Regions from separate parts of the Zea mays genome. Here region 2 is linked to region 1. Evidence: chromatin contacts called from public Hi-C data. All regions are on one chromosome and are shown on one strand. The core of a region is the stretch at or near the end of the contact, and the rest is flanking DNA. Distances in the headings are between cores, read along the strand shown.

Region 1 (4,610 bases), core at 1,519-4,018:
CCCAACCATGTATGCCGGCTCAACAAATCGCTTTACGATCTGAAGCAGGCTCCCCGGGCGTGGTACAGTTGCTTCGCCGCTCACCTACAGTCCCTAGGCTTTATTGAAGCCAAGTCTGACACCTCCTTGTTCATCCTTCACGAGGGGTCGCGCACTGCTTTCGTGTTGCTCTACGTGGATGATATTGTCCTGACTGCATTGACAACTGCTCTACTTCGTCAGATCATCACTGCTCTGCAAGCCTCCTTCCCCATGAAGGACCTTGGTCCCCTCCAACACTTCCTTGGGGTCAATGTTACTTGCACCGGTGGCGGGATGCTTCTATCTCAGCGGCAGTACACCCTCGAAATTTTGGAGCGCGCTGGGATGACTGAGTGCAAGCCATGCAATACCCTAGTGGACACTCAGGGTGGGGGGGGGAGTAACTATTTTGCCTGCCCACTTAGGTTTCGACCACTGGTTTGTGCAGTTGCATATTTGTTTTGACTCAAATGCTTTTACTGAGATTGAATTGGTGGCATTTATGAAACCATCTTAGAGCCCTTTTTTGTCAACAGATTCAGTTGATGTGTTCATTCATGTATATAAATAAGGGTCCCCCAGAATAAGTAGTCAATCTCATCTTCCACTGTGAGCAGTTGATGCTTTTGTTTGATAATTATTCTATTAGAGTTCCCCCTAGTTGTAGTGATTTATCTGAATTACCAAGTTGAGTCACAGCAGAAAACTGACAAAGTTTATGGTTGCAGCTGCACTCCATATTTTTACATGTAAGGAAAGTCAGGCGAATGGTTGGATTTCGGGATTTTGACAGAACAGTGGTGAAGCTGGAATGGGTACTCAACTGGACTACCTTTGTAACAGCAAGGGTGATATGCCATATCTTGATTACTTACAAGCTCATCTCTGATGCCCACAAATTTGGGAAGGGCATTGAGCTTCCGCTAGCTCTACTTGGTATGGCAGGAATGAATCTGCTTAACATATTTCTTGGGCTCGATCTACTTAAAGCATTCACACGAGAAAGAAATAAGCAGAACCATCAGGATTGAATGCACCTTTCTTGATGACGGTGTACTCTAAATTTTGAGAAGGCTGTAGTTCCGTTCTTGTAGGGACATAGAGGTATGTTTAAGTCTTAATTAATCAGCAACTACACTGGAGGCTATGGATTCTTTATGTATCAACACGTGCTAATGCTAAGATCTCTACAAGAAAGGGTTGTTAATGTGTAATCATGTAGGTATAACATTATTGTTCATTAGGAGAATTAAGAGAGTGCAGGCGGGTAACTGGATGCAGGATTTACATACATTTTGCAATCAGGAATCGGAAAGAAGAGAAGCGTACCATGTATCAAACCCCTTGGTCCCAACTCTCATACCTCATCTAAAGTAACACCTAAGCAACTTGTAGATTGGCACTGTGACTTTGAGGCTACAATGCTCTTGTTTATTAATATTTATAATATTTGACGATATCTTGCTGCGAAGCAAATATTGTGTTTTTTTATGTATATGCATGGGCTCCACCACCTTCACTCGGCTATCGATGATTTCTTGCTGCGAAGGAAATAGTTTTCTTGCCTTAAACCTGGATTGGCTCATTTTGACGTCTTTTGGCCTTTTGGGTCGACCCACAGCGGAAAGGAAACTTTTATGGATTCTGAATTGTATATATATGTTATTTCTTTTCGCAACAGGGAAAAAGGTGCATTCTGAATTAGACCCACAGGGATTCGAAACCATGCTTTTGTGAACTGTATATGCTATCTCTTTTACATGTTTCCATACCGGAAAAAAAAGTTAGGAAAAAGAACATGTTTCCATAACGGCAAAAAAATAGGTCCCACCGGGATTCGAACCCAGGTCGCCAGATTCAAAGTCTGGAGTGCTAACCACTACACTATGGAACCCGTTTATGTCATAATGTGGACAATTAATTATTAAACCCCAGCATATGGAACCAAATCCATTTCCCACTACCTCGAAAGTCGAAACCATTTGGTCTAGTCAGAACACCGAAGTATCCAACGAATCCATTGTAATTTTGTTGCACCCGAAATGGCGCCGCTACGGAATAAGCGGCCTTTATGCTTGGCGCGAGAGTTCTTCCTTCAAAATCGATCTTCAACGTTCAAATTCAAAATGCTACCCCCGTCCATTGTAAATTGTATGTGTTCAGTATTTTATATATAATGTTTATGTTTACAGAAAAATTAAAACGATATATAATCTGGAATGGAGAGAGTAGCAACATCCAATCCAATCCATCGACCCGACCGAGAGAAACGGGAGGGCACGCTGCTATCAGCTACCTGCTCCATAGTGTCGCAAACTCACAGTCACAGCAGTCATCACATGCCTCAAGGCTGGAAGGGCAGAACACTTTTTTCTTGACGCGTGTATCTCAGCGACCGGCGCCATCAGTTTGTTTTCGTTCCACGCCCCCACGCCCAATGCGCCCCCACCGTCCAGGTCCAGCCGTACACGTGCGTCCGGCCGGGGATCGCAGCAGCCGCACGCACTGGCTGCTGGGCTCGGACGGCGCTGCCCCTGCCGCAGCGCAGCCATAGATTGGAATTGCGGCGACGTGGCCTCCTGGCAGCCCACCCTGAACAGGCGCACCCTATCCTCCGCCTCGCCGCTCGCCAATGGACACCTCCACTAGTCCACTTGGCGCCACTCCAGCTTCACGCTGCCCGCGTCTGTGATTCCCATTCATAAGAGCTGGCCACGCAGCCTCGGAGCAACAGACCCCCGCCCACGACCACACGCAGCAAGCAGCAGCCGCGCGCTCGCCTAGGACTACCGACTACGAGTAGTGCTCAGCTAGCCTCCATCCTCAGCGCGCGAGTGGCTGCTGCGCATTCCTCTCTTTATCCGTCTCTGTGCTTGTTTAATTTGTGTTCGTTCGTGAGTAGGCGGCCGGCACATATGGCAGCGCAGTCCATGCTCATGTCGACCAGCGTCAACGGCGGCCGCGCGCTGCCGTCTCTTCAGGCCGTCCGGCCGGCTCCATACCCGCGGCTACCGCTGCCGTCGTCGTCGTCCTCGTCAGCTGGCTACAGGCACTCCAAGTCCGTCTCCGTGAAGACGCTCGCCCTGTTCGGCAAATCCAAGGTCAAGACCGCGCCGGCGAAGAAGGTCCGTGACCCGTGCATGGCTAGCTAGCTAGCTAGCTGCACGTACACTACTGTACTGCTGCTGTGCCGTGTGTTATGTGCACGCATGCATGCTCCTGGCTAGTTTTATTCTATTCCCTGTCATGTGTTGCTATGTGTGTGTATATATATGATGGTTTTGCTGTACAGGCTGCTGCGCCCAAGCCCAAGCCGAAGGTTGAGGATGGTATCTTCGGCACGTCCGGCGGGATCGGTTTCACCAAGGAGAACGAGCTGTTCGTCGGCCGCGTTGCCATGCTTGGCTTTGCCGTGAGTATAGTCAAAAGCACTGCATCTGCATATGGAGTGTGTTCATGCACACCGGAAGGAATTACTCCGTCCCTCCGAAATTATAAGTCGTTGACGACACGGCCTTCAAAATACAATTTTAACCATTTAAAAATTAAAATAAACTCTTAATATTTATGTTTTTTTAAATACTTTCTTAAATAAATTGGTGTATAACACGTGACTATTAGTTTTTAAAACTAAATAATAAAACGGTTATTTATAGTCAAAGTTTTATAAGCTTGATTTAATTCTTATCCAAAAGATTTATAATTTAGACTTGGAGGGGTAGAAGGAAGTTGTTCTTATATATACTCTCTGCGTTTACATATATATGACGTTTAGAATAAGTTAGTTAGCTTTTTATCTAACTAGTTTTGTTTTAAACATTATATTACAAATTAAAAATGGAGATAGTGTAACAGATGCAATATCTTTCGTATTGACCAATATAATTAGAGGAGTACACACCATCGATATCTGGTAATATATTAGGATATATATTTATCTTAGCAAAAAAAAACATAGCCATTCATTTTTGTGATAGCTGACGCCGCCGTAGCATGATATGGATATGGACATACATATGGTAGTCGCAGTTACCTGTGATTTTGTAAAGTTAGCAGCTTCATGGGTTAAATTCAGCAGGGTAGGAAAAAAAGAGGAGTGGTGGGTGGAAGAAAATTCCAAACGGTCAAAATAATTAACATAAACTACTCACTTAATTTGAACCTAAAATAAATTACTCAATTACACCTCTGCTGCTAGCACTCTCCCAAAATAAATAAATTATAGATTGTCTAATCCACGCATTATTTTGTTATGCAAATCTGCTCGTGTATGTATTATTGTTTCAAACCAAAAACGGTAGCTAGCATTGCCAGTTCAAGCTAGCGAGGATTTATTGACACTGCTTGGCTTCAGGCATCGCTACTTGGAGAGGCCATTACCGGGAAGGGCATCCTTGCGCAGCTGAACCTGGAGACGGGCATCCCCATCTACGAGGCGGAGCCCCTCCTCCTGTTCTTCATCCTCTTCACCCTCCTTGGCGCCATCGGCGCTCTCGGAGACCGCGGCCGCTTCGTCGACGAGGAGGTCACCGGCCTCGACAAGGCCGTCATCCAACCCGGCAAGGGCTTCCGCGGCGCCCTCGGCCTCA
Region 2 (4,610 bases), core at 888-3,387, 270 kb before region 1:
CCAGTAAAACATTAAGTCATTTTTCGGGGAAACATTAAGTCATTTTCAGGGAAACATGAAGTCATTTTTATTTTTCAGCCATTCTTCGTGTTTTCTCAAATATTTTTTATTTTTCGGTAATTCCAGATTTTAGGAAACGTTAAGTCATTTTTTGTTTTTCAGTCATTTTTCATGTTTTCACATGCATTCCTTGTTTTTTAGTTCAGTCATTGTAGGCAACATTAAGTCATTCAATCGTTCAGGCAACATTAAGTCATTAAGCGTAAAGAAAACATTAAGTCATTTTGAGGGCACTAAGTCATTCGAGCGCGTGTATGGGAGGCGGCTCGCTCGGTCGGCTGGGGGACGCGAGCGGTCACGGGGGCGGCTCGGTCGGGCACGTGGGGGCGGCTCGATTGGTTACGCGCGAGGGGCGCTTGGTCGGGTCCAGGTGATTGACCCCTGGTATATCACCCTAGTTGATGAATAGATCTGCCCTATTATATATATACACTGACCACTAGTTTTTCTTTAATTATATCATCAATCACTACAAAATCAATGTCACATGAAAAGATATGTGAAATATGAATCTACTATATAGCTTTCATACTATAAGCATGCATATAATTTGACTAACTGTTGTCCAAGTTTATGAAGTTAGAATTTTCAAATTCTAATGCTCCTAGTAGAAACGAACGGAGGGAGTAGCATTTTACATCACCAGATACATAGTAGAAAAGTGACATGACTGTTAAATACCTTAAGTATTTCATCACTAAAAGGTGGATCAGGTGCAAGAACACGCATAACTTCGATTAAACAAACAGAAACAAGAAGCTTGACATCCTTATCCTTATGGTTGAGTAAAGTGGTCTGGACAAGAGATTTGCTCAGAGCATGAAGAGGATCCTGCAGAGAGGATGATTGACTAAACTCTGATAATGCACTTTCAGCTTGCTGCAATAAGAACATAAATGTGTTAGGGCAGTAAAGAATATGAATCCACCAATATTTGAGCCTTTTTGTCAGTATGATTGTCCAGCTTAAGTATGTATTAATAATGGACAAGTTCATGTCTAGCTTCTGAAGAACTCTGCTAGGCTGAACTGTTTCAACAACTGGATCATCAACTCACATTAGCACAAAGCTAAAAGACAGTGAACCCTAAGAAAATCCAATAAATCTCCAAGAGAAGGTTTATTGTGAAAAAATGCAACAGGATGCAAGAAAATCAGTTAAATATTAACGGCTCGCTGCCAATTTACAGAAATATGTATGATCATGCCTCATATATCCTTTCATTCCTTACCTATAAAATTTTTCAGGACTAGCAGCTTCCTCAGTTATAACAGTTCAGAAAGAAAATAAACATGGAACAGCAGGCAGTTCAACTGAATGTCCAAAACTCCACAAACATTTTTCTGCTGCCTCCAAGTGCCAGGTAGACGAAGGTGCCTTGCAAGACCCAAAAAACATTCCCCGGACCCGAAACCAACTCTTTGGTATATATATCAAAGAACATAAACACCACCTTAACCAAACACGACATCCCCCACTAGTATATACACGACTTTTTCAGTACTACTACACCACTCCAGCTTCAGATGGAAATCAGTACGTATTACAACATGGAAGTCAAGTTCACCAAAAGCGTCAGGAGGCCACATCAACTCCCTGAACTGTGACTGCAAATTTGAGTAGCAAATTCCATCGACCTTAGCAACGCGCTACAGCAAGGCCTCGTACGAATTCGAAACTTCAGAGGCAGCGCGGTTTCACGGGAAATGGAAGCGTGCTGGGTTAGAATCGGGTGGAAATGAGCAGTGGTCACCTTGAGGAGCTTGATAAGGGCGTCCTTGCCTAAGCGCGGCTGCGCCAGGCGCTTCCCGAGCGCCCTCACGACTAGCTCCGGTGAGTCAGGCATCACGGGCGGCGGCCGCGGCGCACTGGAGCTCGAAAAACTGAAAACCCTAGAATGCTGAGCGGCGGGAGAACGGGCGGGTAAATGAGGGTTAGGCGGGAGGCCATGAAATGGAGGAGATAGAAGAGAAGTGTCTCACAATCACAGTCACAGTCACAGACAGCGCGGAGTCGGCCAGCGAGCCATGGCTACCTTTCGAGGTCTATCGGTGGCCGTACTTCTACAAAATGCTTCGATATTCTTATCTTAATCTCTATTTCAAACATATTCTTCAAACATTATAATAAATAATATAAAACGATATTTTACATAACCTTGTTGTAATAAATAATACAAAACAATACTTTACATAACCTTTACACAGCCTGATGGAGATGACCTTGACTAACTCTAAACATTCCCTTTACAAATCTCTCATCCATACTTTTTATTTATATTAAATATTTTTCCCTCAACAATTCTTCCTCATCTTTCACCACCTTTCAATGATTCCCTTTTAACTCCCCTTCATTTTTTAATTGAGTTATTAACTTTTATACATCAGTTTTTGATGTTTTAAAAAAAATACTATCATATTTATAATACAATAATACATATTATTATTTTCTAATTAAATATAAAAAATAATTTTACAATTATTATCGTTGATTAACAGAGATAAGAAGATTAGAGTTCCCTCTCCATGCACCCCCTTGCGTGCAGACGGGGTGCCGGAGCCCTCCCCACAAGCGGCAGAGGGGGTGTGGGAGTGAGACGTTCCTTATATTCAAATCTCTAGCAGTCAACCAATATAATTTTTTGTTTGAATGTATATGTGTTATGCCCCTGACTATTCCTCACGCCTTATGCCCCATAGGCGACAAAGGGAGTGAGACGTTCCTTATATTCAAATCTCTAGCAGTCGTTCCTTGGTGTAATAATACGCCTTATGCCCCTGACTGTTCACTGTACAAACGAGAGGCAAAGCGGTGACCCCTTCTGTTAATAAACATTTGAGTCTATGGTGTTGCCTTCTTCACTCGCTTTGTCTCTGGTTTCTTGAAACTTTCTCCCTTTCCTTCCAAACTAGAAAAAAACATTATTCCAGCACCATGGACGACGATGGGGAATGCAAGAGGGTGCCTACACCCTCCTCTGAGTCCTTCGGAGACTCAAAGAACTCCGAAGAGTACTCTGACTCCAAGAGTGGGACCTCCTCGTTGCCTACGTGATCGCCATCGACCGGGACCCTGGGTGAGCGGGCCTTCCTCAAGGCCATGGAGTGCCCGGACCTTGCCGGCTCAAATGAGTTGGATGAGGACGAGGAGGAGACGGGGGGAGGAGGAGGAGACGGGCTCGGTCGGTGGCAAGGGCGACAACAGCAAGGGTGATGTCGGTGGCAAGGGCAAGGGCAGCGGTAAGAGCGGCGGTGCCGACGGTAAGGGCAAGGGCGGTGGCCAGAGCGACGGAGCCTACGGTAAGGGCAGTGCTAGCAAAGGTGGAGGTAGTGGCTAGGTCGGCAACGACGACGACAAGGCCAGCGACGACGGCGATGGAAGGCGAGGGCGGCGACAATGGTGGGGGCGACGACGACAAGGGTGGTCGTGGCGCCACCAACTTAAGTAGTTTAGTTTACTTTAGTATTAGTGGTAGTGGTAGTGGAAGTAGAAGTAGAAGTGGAAGTGGAATGGTAGGATAGAGTAAGAAGAATGATGGAAGTATTTTGTGTGGGGGGTCAGGTCATAATGGATTGACCCTTGGTGTAAAGATGTTGAATATAAGTAATGAAATCCTTCGTTTGTGCTCTGTTTAACTTCTTTGAGTTCTTCATTTCCAGTTTTGTCTGCTAACTTGCGTGTTGAGAACGAATGTAATTGTGTATGTTGTATGAGTGAACCTCTCTAACTGAACGTCCTTATCCAGATGAGTGATATTTTCCCAGGTGACGTCACGTTAATTTTGGGGAGTTTGTCTATGTGAGTTGTATGTTCCCGCTCGAAACCCTAACTAAGTTTCACTACAATTCTAACTTCCCAATTCTTGTTCCTGATTCCTGCTGGTTCCCAGTTGAGATTTCATGAAGGCCTCGAAGGGAAAGAAAATTTATAGCCAACACAGAAATCTAGTAGATCTCATTCTTCCTTACGATCCCAACATTACGATTATGTTTTCCACCTTCTTTGAGTCCTCTGTTTCTGAATCTGATTTGCTTTGTCTCGTTGGTACTGGAGTTCTCCCTCCTAAGGAGCTGAGCCAATGGAGGACTTGGGAGAGAATTTATGTCCTTTTTGTCTGCGGATTAGGTTTGCAGATGGGCACCTTGGAGATCAGCTCGACAAAAGAAAGAAAGAAAGATAGAGGCATGATGAAGTGCTAGTGGCGACATGTAGCACCCTAATATTCCCACTGTTGGTATTTGGGGAAAGTCTTTCTATAAAACTTAAACAGATAGACCCTCTTTAAAAAATATTATTAAGAGACCCCTTTTAATAATAAATTTGGAGATAATCTTAAACAAGAAACTTAAGTTAAGATAACTTTTAATGAAGATTATATATTAGGATTATCTTAAATAAGTAACTAATAAATAGATAAGATAAGTTGATCTCTTGATAATTTTGGTGAAGCATTTTATGGGGGTATAAACTTGACCTCCAATTCTAAATAAAAAAAACATAAAATAATAAATGAGAAAGAAAATGTTTATGAAACCATTTATTCCTCCCAT

Evidence for each region. A called contact is a pair of places that touch in the nucleus more often than the background predicts.
Region 2: a Hi-C map of ear shows a contact between it and region 1, with 2.7 times the contacts expected there. The contact joins the promoter of LOC103650955 here to the promoter of LOC542126 in region 1. A contact is called at or near these places in 3 of 25 Hi-C or Micro-C datasets (ear, root tip and tassel).

The regions. Positions count from the first base shown.
Region 1 is chr3:179,564,995-179,569,604 of Zm-B73-REFERENCE-NAM-5.0, reverse strand. It overlaps LOC542126 (photosystem II subunit PsbS1), which reads left to right and starts at 2,768. Exons shown (of 4, transcript NM_001111758.2): 1 at 2,768-3,146; 2 at 3,314-3,433; 3 at 4,376-4,610. The coding sequence starts at 2,937. TRNAQ-UUG (transfer RNA glutamine (anticodon UUG)) reads right to left here and starts at 1,915; the gene lies at 1,844-1,915. It overlaps LOC103650953, which reads left to right. Exons shown (of 3, transcript NM_001150764.2): 3 at 750-1,478. The coding sequence ends at 1,052.
Region 2 is chr3:179,832,421-179,837,030 of Zm-B73-REFERENCE-NAM-5.0, reverse strand. LOC103650955 (sister chromatid cohesion protein PDS5 homolog A) reads right to left here and starts at 2,137. Exons shown (of 31, transcript XR_002268151.2): 1 at 1,814-2,137; 2 at 742-939.